2 separate regions of the Mus musculus genome follow, and region 1 is linked to region 2. The links are chromatin contacts, called in public promoter capture Hi-C maps. All regions are on one chromosome and are shown on one strand. The core of a region is the stretch at or near the end of the contact, and the rest is flanking DNA. Distances in the headings are between cores, read along the strand shown. Region 1 holds the start of Olfr1389 (olfactory receptor 1389). Region 2 holds the start of Sgcd (sarcoglycan, delta (dystrophin-associated glycoprotein)).

Region 1 (5,710 bases), core at 131-2,630, 2.1 Mb before region 2:
GAATATAGCTAGATTGAATTCATGCCCTATGCCTTTGAGCAAGGGTCTTCTACATGACATTACACTGGAAATCAATGACTTTAGGTTGTATGATGTCATATATAATTAAGGCTTCCTCCACTTGTAGAAATGCCTAGGGCCTTTATCTACTTTACTTCCAGTTTAAATGCAAGTCTTCCCTAATAGTCTTTTGGAACGTAGCTAAATAGATCAGCCTCTCCTCTCTTGTACAAGGACCTTATATACTAACCTAGAAATCACTGCAAGAGACTCCTCCCATTTCCAAATTCCCAGAGGAATGGTTCTGGGACCCTGAGGGCTGTCACTAGTGTCCCTCAAAGGTGGGTTTCAGATTATGGGTGATATCACAGACAATAGTCTTACTTCCTCCTCTTACACTAAGTCTGTGCCTTTCCCAAGTACTTTCCACAGAGCCCCCTTCACATCCTTGTTCCTCAGAGTATATATTAAAGGGTTGAGAATGGGGGTGAGTATAGTATAAAAAACAGCAACAAACTTTCCCTCGTTCTCTGAATATCTGTGGATAGGTTGGAGGTATGTATATATGCCTGAGCCGTAAAACAGAGAAACCACAATGAGGTGGGACCCACAAGTTCCAAAGGCCTTTCTTCGTCCAGCCATTGACTTGATTCTCAGAATTGCTCTGGCAATGTGTCCATAGGAGCCCAGAATCAGTGCAGCAGGAAAGATCAAGATTATTGTTCGGGCCACAAACATCTTGACCTCCGTTCCATTAGTGTCTTCACAAGCCAATTTCAGGAATATGGGCATCTCACAGAAGAAGTGATTCAGCCGATGGCTACAGAGGGGCATGGCCATAACAAGTCCTGTCTGAATCACAGAGTTCACAAGGCCAGAAACCCAGGAGGAGATGGCCAGTCCCTGACACAGCTGAGGGTGCATAATGGTCGTGTAGTGCAGTGGACGGCACACAGCCGCATAACGGTCAAAGGCCATGACCCCCAGGAGCAGACACTCTGTGGAGACCAAGGCAAGGAAAATGAGGAGCTGAGCCACACAGCCTCCATAGCTGATGGTCCTATCCAACCCACAGAGGTTAATGAGAAGCTGTGGTACAGTGCTTGTGGTGTAGCACAGGTCCAGGAAAGAAAGATGGGAGAGGAAAAAGTACATGGGTGTGTGCAATCTGACATCCAGCCTTGAGAGAGCAATGATGGTGGTGTTGCCAAGGAGAGTTAGCAGATAAAAGACTAGAATAAAGACAAAGAGGAAAACTTCCAGTTGAGGGAAATCAGAGAAGCCTACTAATATGAAGCCTTTCCCTAAACTGGCATTGAAAGTTCCCATCGCCTTTCACTTGAACAAAAAGTGGACATTCACGCCTCTGATGAGCAGTGCATGTGAAGAAGACATTATCCTCACGGTTCCCTAAACATTCCAGAATCATGCATAACATTCCCTATTTTACTACCCAATTCCACTTCTGCAGTATTTTTTCTCTTTTCCTCTTTAGAGAGGAGATCACTAGATAGGAGTGAATGGATTTTGTTTGAACTATGGTCCTGCTTCTTATATGTTCTCTGATTTTGTTCTTACCACTCAAGCACTTGAGAGGATTCTTTTGATAGCAATCCTAGGCCTCCTTGTCTAAAGGTAATGTAACTACCACCTCCCTCACAGCATGAGGTTAATAGTCAAATGCACCAGCATGGAGGCTGCCTTTAGGATCCAGTGGGGACCTTTTGGCATGGCTGACTAATGGTGCATTTGTGTAGCTATGGCCCCCAAACAAAATAAAGAGGTAAAACAGAATGTAAAATGTAGCACTAGTGTTTCACTCTCTGCTGTTTTAATTGTTCCTCTTCTCTTTCTAGAAGGTGGAGTATTTCTGCAGATGCGGACTGCAGACTAACAAGGCTGACATCATGAGTCCCTCCTCTGAGCACTCATCTCTTTCCATCCATCACTCCGGGTGCTGTCAATGTGCCAACCCTGGAACACTTCCCATCATTGGCAGCATCTGTTGCAAAGGATTGAGAAAAGTTCAGAATCAGTTTAGTGGTGACTGGTTTGCAACAAATTTTCTTTTTGCAAGTCACTATTTCCCATTATATTTCACTTAAAAAATGTAGCTGGGAAATCCATCCCTGGCCTTTCCAGGAGGAGTTATTTTTTTTCCTCTCTAGAAAAAACTCTTTGTAATGGTTCTGCTCTAGCATTTGTCATTCACAAGAATTCTTTTGTGTGTCTGTGTCTTTCCTTGAGCTATGAGATTCTGGGTGAGAGAGAATATAGTGAGTTTTCAAATAGTAATGTTCTTCTTTATGGCATATAAGAGGCTGCCATGCTGATAGTATTTTCCTTCATGGCTTGCAGTAGATGTCAAAGTGAAAATTTGGGCTCTTCATTTCAACCTCTTACAAACCCATGTCCTCTACTCAGAAGATTAAGCTACAAATGCATTTTAGTAAATTGCAGCCTTGAGAAATACATAAAAGTAGCTTTCAGTGTTGATATTTCTGTGCTAAGAAAAACATCAAATAAGTGATAAGAAAGTTAATCAGAAACCAAGACAAGACACTGAAAGCCAACTGAACTGTCACCTGTGCTCACTGGGAACAGTTTTGGGAAGCTGGTATGTTCCCTCTGTCTTAAACCTGCTGTAGAGGAGGGTCATCGATGCCTCAATGCTGAGAAGTGCTCCCAGGAAGGTACTTAGGTTCCATGCCTGAAAAGTGAGCAACAAAGACAAAATGTTATTGTACAGTTGGCACACCCAGCATAGCTAGGATGGCTTGAATGGCCACCTTAGGCACACATGGCACACCCAGCATAGTTAGGATAACTTGGATGGCCACCTTAGGCACACATGGCATACCCAGCATAGCTAGGATAACTTGGATGGCCACCTTAGGCACACATGGCATACCCAGCATAGTTAGGACAGCTTGGACGGCCACGTTAGGCACACGCATACATCAAGCTCTGCAGTCAGACTCTGAACTTTGCTTTCCCTACTTACCTGTCACTTGTTCCAAGGGACTTGGTTCACTTAATTTAAAAAAAAAACCTTGTTCACAATATTTTGGTGGATATTAATGTCAAGTACATCCTAAATGACAAAAACATGTTGCAATTAGTTTCAGCATTCTCCGTCTATACCACTGTTCTGCAAGTACTGTCCAACTGGGTCTGCAGAATTTATTCCGTGCTGCATTTCCATGCTCCAGTGCTGTTCCCAAGGCAGGAAAGGCTCCCAACAAATATTGTTAAATCAATTAATAGACACATTATATAGCTTGACTCCAAGTCTGGTATACACAAGTGCCCCCAAAATGTTTATTTTCTGAGTCAGAAAATAAGAATACATCTGTCCTACATATAATTTAGTCATACAAGAATTCTTAGTCATCCATGATCTATACGTTCATTGCTGGTTATAACAGCATTCAGACATGCTGATGACTTTTCAAATGAATAAAACCTCAAGCACATTAAAATTCTGAAACCACAACTCAAAAGGATCTGAATATAATGAAATGTGAATACATAAGCTACTATGGTCAATTTGACAATGTTGTCAATTGTCAATATCAACACTATTTCAGTAAGATGGTATAGAAGAGGAAAAATCAAATTTAGTTTTACCACTGCATCAGACAAACATGCATAGAGGGTATCATGCTGAAATCTTGATATTTACTTACTTAATATGTAGAAAAGATGACTTCTGAGGTAAGATGGAGGTTTGTAAACTCTCTATATGACTGTGAGAACACAGAAGAACTGGCTCAACTCCAAAGAGTGATGGAGGAAAAGCACCAGGAATCACGTAGAGCAAAGGGGAACTAAGAAGTAGAGAATCAGAAAAGCCACCGAGTGAGAAGTACGGAACATGGTTCCAGCCCCAACTAGCAGCCAGGGGGAGTAGAGAAGGCCAAAGCCACAAGTTGTAGGGAAGCCAGTTAGCTCTGGTGAAAACACACCCTTGGCTTCAGCCAGAGGGTAACCCCATAATTCCCACAAGCTGTAAATGCACTGGGGGAGTGCGTGTGATGGTAACTATCCTTGGGAGGCCAGAGAACAACGAAAAGCAGATATGTTTGAGTAATCCCCCTATCTCAGAGAGTTTTAACCGAGCATCATCTTGAGAAGGTGCCTGTGTGAGATCAAGCTGCTTTGCGAGCTGAAAAACAAGTAACAGTTGGAAGTCAGAGACCCACCGGGTGTTTAGATGGAAGACAACATCAACAGGGAATAGTGGAGAAAGGAAGTGAGGAAGTGTGGGCTTTTCTATATGTACTCTTTCTCTGAATATTTATTAAAAGTGTCAGGCACTGTAACTAGGCAGATAGCTATTCTAATCCAACAGAGCTGGCCTGGCCTTCTTCCCAGCCACTAGTCACACTATATTCCAATTTAGTCTCTCTTTGACTTCACCTTCTTTATTTGTGTCCGATTCTCTCTCTCTCTCCCTCTCTTTCTGCCTGGAAGTCCCATCTTTTCCTCCCCTGCCCAGCTATTGGCTGTTCAGCTCTTTATTTGACCGATCAGAAGGTGATGGAGAACAATGTTTTTATAAAACATTGAGTCAGGAGATGCTTCATAGTAATGATAATACCAAAGTCTGGCTATCAACTAGATCTCTGGAAATCAGCATTTGAATACACAGTACACAAAATCATTACTCCAGCCAGGAAGGGAGAGTTGGACACAGAAACTTCAAGAACATCGATCAGCCAGTTTGGGTTCTGCAGACACAGTGGTCAGTGCCTGTAAGGAGCACACCTCACCATGTGGGCAATGACTGTAGAGTCTGTTAGCAGTGGCCTGCTTAGCTTCTGGAGTGCGCTCTGTGGTTTGCTAGCAAGGAGACTGAGAGCTTTGAGTACAGATCCAGGAGTTTAATTCTGCAGCCTCCTCCCTCTCACTGCATGATTCCCTGCTGAGGCAGACCTGAAAGGACCTGATAGGCAAAGTGCCACGTCTCCTCTGCTTCCCTCCCTCCAGTGCATAGTTCAGTGCTATTTATGTTTCCCCTACACTCCAATGCACCCAGGAGTCTTAACTTTGGTAGTAGCTACTTCTGGGTACACAACCTGATATATGGGAGCTGTCCAGTCAACAAGCCACAAAACTAGGTGTGACCAACATCAGATGGTTTCACACAAAGAAGGAAAGCTCCCATAAACATGGCCACGGCAGACAACTGATTTTCATGGGCTCATGCTCAGCACCAGCATAGCCTCTTCCTGACTCCTCTGACTTGAGACTCTACCAGGTTCACTGGTCAAAGCTGAAGTCAAGTTCTCTGTTGCGGGAAATAATAAAAAACAACCATCATATTCCAGTGCGTGTGCTGGCGACTCTCAGCCAGGCAATGGCCAACCTGTTATTATCTCGTGGAGACTCTCTAGCCGTAGCTCCCGAAACATCTCCACCTGATTTGTCAAGTTCCCTCTGGCGGGTTGCTACCACCCCAACCCTGTACTTCAAATTCCCCACAGCCTTTGTGGTGCACATCTGGCAAACCCACTTTTTGCCTCTGTACCTTTATCTCTTGAACCCAGACAAGCTGCCATGTGAAGAAGACACAACACACACTTAGTTCCAAACAACAGTAACTCAATTGCTGGGGGCAACAACTAAAATCTTAACTTGTAAGCCTTATTAAATCTAAATCCTCCAATGGTGAATCTTGACGTATCTGCCACTGAAACTGAGAGAC
Region 2 (5,593 bases), core at 71-2,570:
TGAGAAGATTCAACACAATCTGATGCCAAACCCTGAACGCCAGTGAGTTCTAAGATCTACAGCAGCCCACTCAAGAACATATAAATAGTTTTTAAATCTGGTAAGAAAATGGGAAGACAGAAACAAACAAACAAACAAACAAAGAGGGAGGAAAAGAAGGAGGAAAGAAAGAGAAAAATGTTGATGTGTGTGATTTAAATGTTAACACAAAACAAAACAACAAAACTCATACACCAAATGTTTCTCTTTAACCTGTTTTCTGGAACATTAAGTTGAAAACGTTGCTTTGGCTTACCAGATATAGGTAGCTTCCCTTTGGAAGCACATGTGTTTTGAGATTTGTCTCCTTTTTTTATGATAGGAAAGAGAAAATGTCAAAGGTAGACCACAAAACCCAGCAGGAGGTACCCACAACATCTTGAGGGAATGCCACCCAGGAAAGAGAAAATTACAGCTTCACAGATGTAGTATGCATTCTGGTCCCAGGTTCTTTTCTTTTCCTGTCACTTTAACAGAGTTGTCACAGCATGTAAAACGTTACAGCCAGTACCATGTTACCTGCACAGCTTTAGAGCAAAAAGTATCAGAAGTGTCTGAGGAAAATAATTGCATTATTTTTAGTTGCTGCAGAGATAGATGCAGCAGGAATCAGGTGGAGGAGACAACTTGGGAGGACGGAACTGGAAATGCTAAAAATATTGCTTCCCCAGCAACTGAAATTTTAAGCAAAAACTTAGGAAGGGCCAGAGAGGAAGATGGAGTTAGAATTTATATCTCTTCGCTGCAGTCGGTTTGTTATTAAGGTCTGGAAGAGGGAAACACAGGGGGCTTACCCCAGGCAGTGGGGGAATTCCACAATCCACGTGGAACAGGCAAGGTACAAAGAGACAATGTTGAACTGGGGGTCGGGGGAGGGAGGGATGGCATGTCTACTGCATCTAGTACCCAGAGCAAAGTTTGTGTACAGAATGTCTGGGAAATCCAGTTTCTAGAAGCAGCCTTCTTTCTGTGAGTGTGAACCCAGCCGACAGACGCCATGAGCGCTCTTGCAAGGAAAGCTAGGCTGTGTTTGACACACGTGTTTCCCATTGATATCTGGAGACAGCCCAGTAGCTGGGAGTCAGCTTGACAAAACCGGATCGAAGTAGAGGCAGAGTAGGGTTTCAAAGCAGGCAGTGAGAGAGCGGGAATGCTGTTCAGGAAATTCTTCAGGCATGGGCAGGGACTTGGCTGCAGTTGTGCGGCTGGAAAATCTGACTGGGGCAGCTCCTGAGCGCAGGCAGGGCCTGCTCACGGGGGCGGGCTGAGTGGCCGCCTCCATCAGAGCCTCTCAGCTTTCCCCGGGACCACGGGGGACTCTCATCCGCCACTCTGTGAAACAGACAAGAGAGGTAGGGGACCGTGCAGCTCTTGCCTTACCAGCCTAGCTTCCTGAGCCCTGTCTGCTGTTCGTTCACCAACACTGGGGGATTCAGGGGTGGGGAGAGGCCGCGTGTGTACGTGTGAATGAACACATTTCAGCTCATCACCTGGGCAGAGGGACTGGGTGCTTCTAAGCTTTGTCTGCCCGCAAAGGGCCCTTAAGATCTGAGTTTCAACAGCACCCAGGCACTTTTGAAAGTTAGCACTGCACAGCTAACAGCACTGGGGAAGGAAAAGTGTGTGGATTCCTGTGTTGACACCCTCTTCCAGCGCTCTGGAAGTTTCCCTTTCTGCTTCACGGGACACTCGTTTGACTGCAAAGATAATCTCCCATGAAGACATTCCGGTTTTGAATGCTTCAGGGATTTTTAAAGGGGGTGTTCCAAGCAGGAAACCGTTCTCTGCTTTTGGAGGGAATCAGAGTTGGAAGTTTTTATTTTGGAATACACTTTTTTTTTTTTTTTTTTTTGTAGGAACAGATGTGTGTAAGGCTTCCTGGTGTTTAATTTTCGAATGTGTCTTTGACTTTCTTATGTGAGGTTTGAGTAGCAGTAATATATTTGTGTAGAAATATGCTGGATTGTTATTCTGCCTTTTACTTGGTGGAAGAAATAACCTGTAGTTTAGTAAATGTTTCTATATTTTATAACAGATAATAGAGCAATAGCATAAAACAGTCATTTATTTTTGAAAAATCATTGTTAAGAATAGAGGCAAATAGTGTGAATGTTCTATCGATTGCTCCGTTTTATTTTTCCCTAAAACCAGTGCATTAAAAATGTTGACTAGTTTTTAGCAGAAGAGAATCTTGCCTTTCCTCTTCAATTTTTGTTCTTTCTCATATATGTACACTATATTGTAATACATATACACTATATTGTAATACATATAATAAATAGCCTTCCTGGGACTACTACATTGCTCCTTTCTGTGTATGTATTTAGAAGACAAGCCATGCAGTGTTACTATCTTTAAGAGCTTAGCTCAGCTCAGACAAGTTTGGACTAAAGCTCATCCATCCAGTTTTAGGGCTAACTTGGTGATCAGTCCATAGCAAGTCCAGAGGAGACTTGGGCAAGAGCCTGCCTAGGGAAAACAGAGGAAAGTCCTTGAATACTAGGTCATTAGCACAGAGCCACTAGACCTTATGGTTGCTTCTCTTAGAAGACGGGGTGAGTTTAAGTCCGGGTCCAAGAGGCTATTGTTAGTACTGAATGGAGAGGGGTAGATGTTGAGATGTCTCACTTTCTCCAATCCTGGACCTAAGAGGAGTAAAGCAGAAGTCCATGCTGGGGATAGACTTTTCAGACTAGCAGCTGGTACTTTGCTCATAGTTTTGTTTTTGGAGGATGGAATCGGTTCTATGACTGACAGCTGGCTTTCTCAGTCTTGAGCTGTGGCTCACACATGTTTTCCTTATAAACTTCATCCTTGTTTCAGGAGGGGTAGAGTTGGGTAGGGTGGGGCAGGGTGGGGCAGCTTAAAGAATTTCAGGACTCCCTACAGGCGAGGGAGGGCAGTTAGAAGTCAAGCTGGACCATGGCTCTCTTTTCTGGTGCCCGGGCAGATTAGTAACTAAGCTGAACCATAGCCAGGCACCCACTGCCAGTAACAGAGACAGAGTGATCTAGAATGTCATCCCCCTCTAAATTTAGTACGTGTCAAGCTTTCTGCAGAAAGAGGCGTGACATAGCAACTCTGGGTTGCAGGATTGTGCTCGTGCGGAGCAGTGCCCAAACTGGGAAGAAACTGTAGTTTCTCTTTTCAAGAGAGAATCTCAAACTCTCTTGTAATTTGAAAGGAGGAGTCCGGGGAAGAAAGAGGCAGAGAAAAAGAAATCTGATACAGAGGTGGACCCAGTAAGGACAGAGCTGGGCAAAATTAACATGGGGCACAGAGGGAGATCTCTGCCTAGGAAATTAGCACACTTAATAGAATCTACCAGACACTGCTCTGCTGGCCTTCCCATGAAGGTAACTCACAGCCTCAGTGCAGGAGGCTGTTTTACCTTCCTCACAAGGAGAAACATTATGGTCAGCCTACCCTGCAATGCCTTCTGGAAGTAATCAGAAAGCCCATTTTGTAAGAATAGCATTACCCAGAGGGCTCAGATTTCCGAAGCAGGAGAGAAGAGGCTTCTGGGGCCTTATTTTAGCCTGTATTCCTTGCAGAGCTATTCCTGCAGGAACACTGAGTGAAGGGACCAGGTGGACATGAACAAGTCACTACTGGAATGTAGCTATTCCAGGCTCTGCTAGACCTACTTTATTAAAACAAAGTTTTGAAAAAGAAGATGATGCTATATGAGCTTTTTTAGAGCAAAAATAAATGTTCTTTTTTTTCTTCAGAGATATAGGACTGAGAGAAGATTGTGATAGATGCAGAGATATAAAGGGTAGCTAGAAGACAGGTGACAGAGACAAAGACACAAAGTGTGATGTGGAGAGAGAAAGAATAGAAATTAGGTTAGAAGATAGATAGATAGATAGATATCGCAGAGAGAAGTGATAGTATATATATTGGTCCAGAAAGACACAGAGATAGAGAAAGGAGATAAATGATTGGTAGACTAAATTCATGATAATGATAAAATAAATAGAAGATAAATAGATAGGCTAGGTAAGAAGATAAAATACATAGATAATCAACAGACAGACAAGAGGGAGGGCAGAGAGATAATAGATAAATAGATTGGTAGCTAGTTACAGAGACAGAGATTTGGAGAGAGATAAGTAGATGGTAGAAAAGATGGATGATAGATACATAGAAGGAATAGTTAAGGAGATACATAGTTAGAATTGATAGCTAATTGGTGACAGATCCAATGATGGATAGGTAGGTGATGGATGACAGACAGATAGTTGATAGATTTATTATACACATTATCTAATAACACTCTAAAAGCCAAGAACTGCCATGACATTAGTCAATCTGCTGTTGGAGGCCCAGAAAGTGGGGTTTTATCACTCAAAGGGCGAGTGCATAGGCAAGTTTAACTCACAGACTGAGACCTAGAGATTTTTGAACTAGGAGAAGGAGTTCCAATGGGATCTTTGCTAATCTAAGCTTGAGAATCCAAGGGCCCACATCCAGGGAATTATATGTTTGCCAACAGAAGACATTCCTGACAAATGCTGTTCCTGACAAGTCTGGCTTTATAAAACCTGCAGCCAACTGAAAAGGAATGGCTTTGGACTACTCTCTTCTGATGGAGCCTAGATGCATTATTTTATAATCTATGTTGGGATTTTCCAGGAAATTTTATTAGAAAAGAAAGTTTGAGAGCTGTGTCAGTGAAGGCTGCATTTAGCCATCAGTCCTTCAAACCCTGCTTGTCATAATCTAAGCCTTAAAGGGATTGTTTTCATACATACAGTTGTAGATCAGACTTATGAACCAAGGGAGCACTGGAGCAAGGAGCACTGCTTCCCCTCCTTCCACGTAGACTTTATATCCTCTTTTTAATCTCTATGTGTTGTCCACAAGCCAGAAAAGTAGTAACAGAAGATGAAGGGAAATTATTTGACCTCTAGACTCCTTTAATCGGGAAGGAATAACCTCATTATAGTCTTACTCTGTCTGGTGACTCTAAGCATATTGGCAGAACTGCATTCAAAGCTTACTGATCAGGCATCGACCCCATGGAGTAACACTGCAAGGACTGTCTTTGGCCGCCTTTCACTCCCCAAGACTGCACTAGAAATCATAAGTCAACGTAAAGGTTTTTTGACTAGTGATATGAATTGGAGTATTGTTAGCACCTGAAAAAAGGGAGAGAGTCTGTGTTATGGGTCATAGATCGTATTGGCCACATTTCTTCTTGTTTTTTTTTTTTTAACAATTTTTTATTAGATGTTTTCTTCATTTACGATTCAAATGCTATACCGAAAGTCCCTTATACCATCCCCCCGCCCTGCTCCCCAACCAATCTACTCTCACTTCCTGACCCTGGCATGCCCCTGTATTGGGACATATAATGTTTGCAAGACCAAAGGCCTCTCCTCCCAATGATGGCTGATTAGGCCATCTTCTGCTACCTATGCAGCTAGAGACAGGAGCTCAGGAGGTACTGGTTAGTTCATATTGCTGTTCTCCTATAGGGTTACAGACCCCTTCAGCTCCTTGGGTACATTCTCTAGCTCCTCCATTGAGGGCCCTATGTTCCATCCAA

What was found. Promoter capture Hi-C pulls out the DNA fragments that hold promoters and counts their contacts.
Region 1: a contact with region 2 is called in a promoter capture Hi-C map of hippocampal neurons, with 4 times the contacts expected there. The contact joins the promoter of Olfr1389 here to the promoter of Sgcd in region 2. A contact is called at or near these places in 2 of 39 promoter capture datasets (cranial neural crest and hippocampal neurons).

Annotation. Positions count from the first base shown.
Region 1 is chr11:49,426,097-49,431,806 of GRCm38.p6, reverse strand. It overlaps Olfr1389 (olfactory receptor 1389), which reads right to left and starts at 1,380. Exons shown (of 1, transcript NM_147066.2): 1 at 308-1,380. The coding sequence starts at 1,329. The coding sequence ends at 394.
Region 2 is chr11:47,375,052-47,380,644 of GRCm38.p6, reverse strand. It overlaps Sgcd (sarcoglycan, delta (dystrophin-associated glycoprotein)), which reads left to right and starts at 1,320. Exons shown (of 8, transcript NM_011891.5): 1 at 1,320-1,391.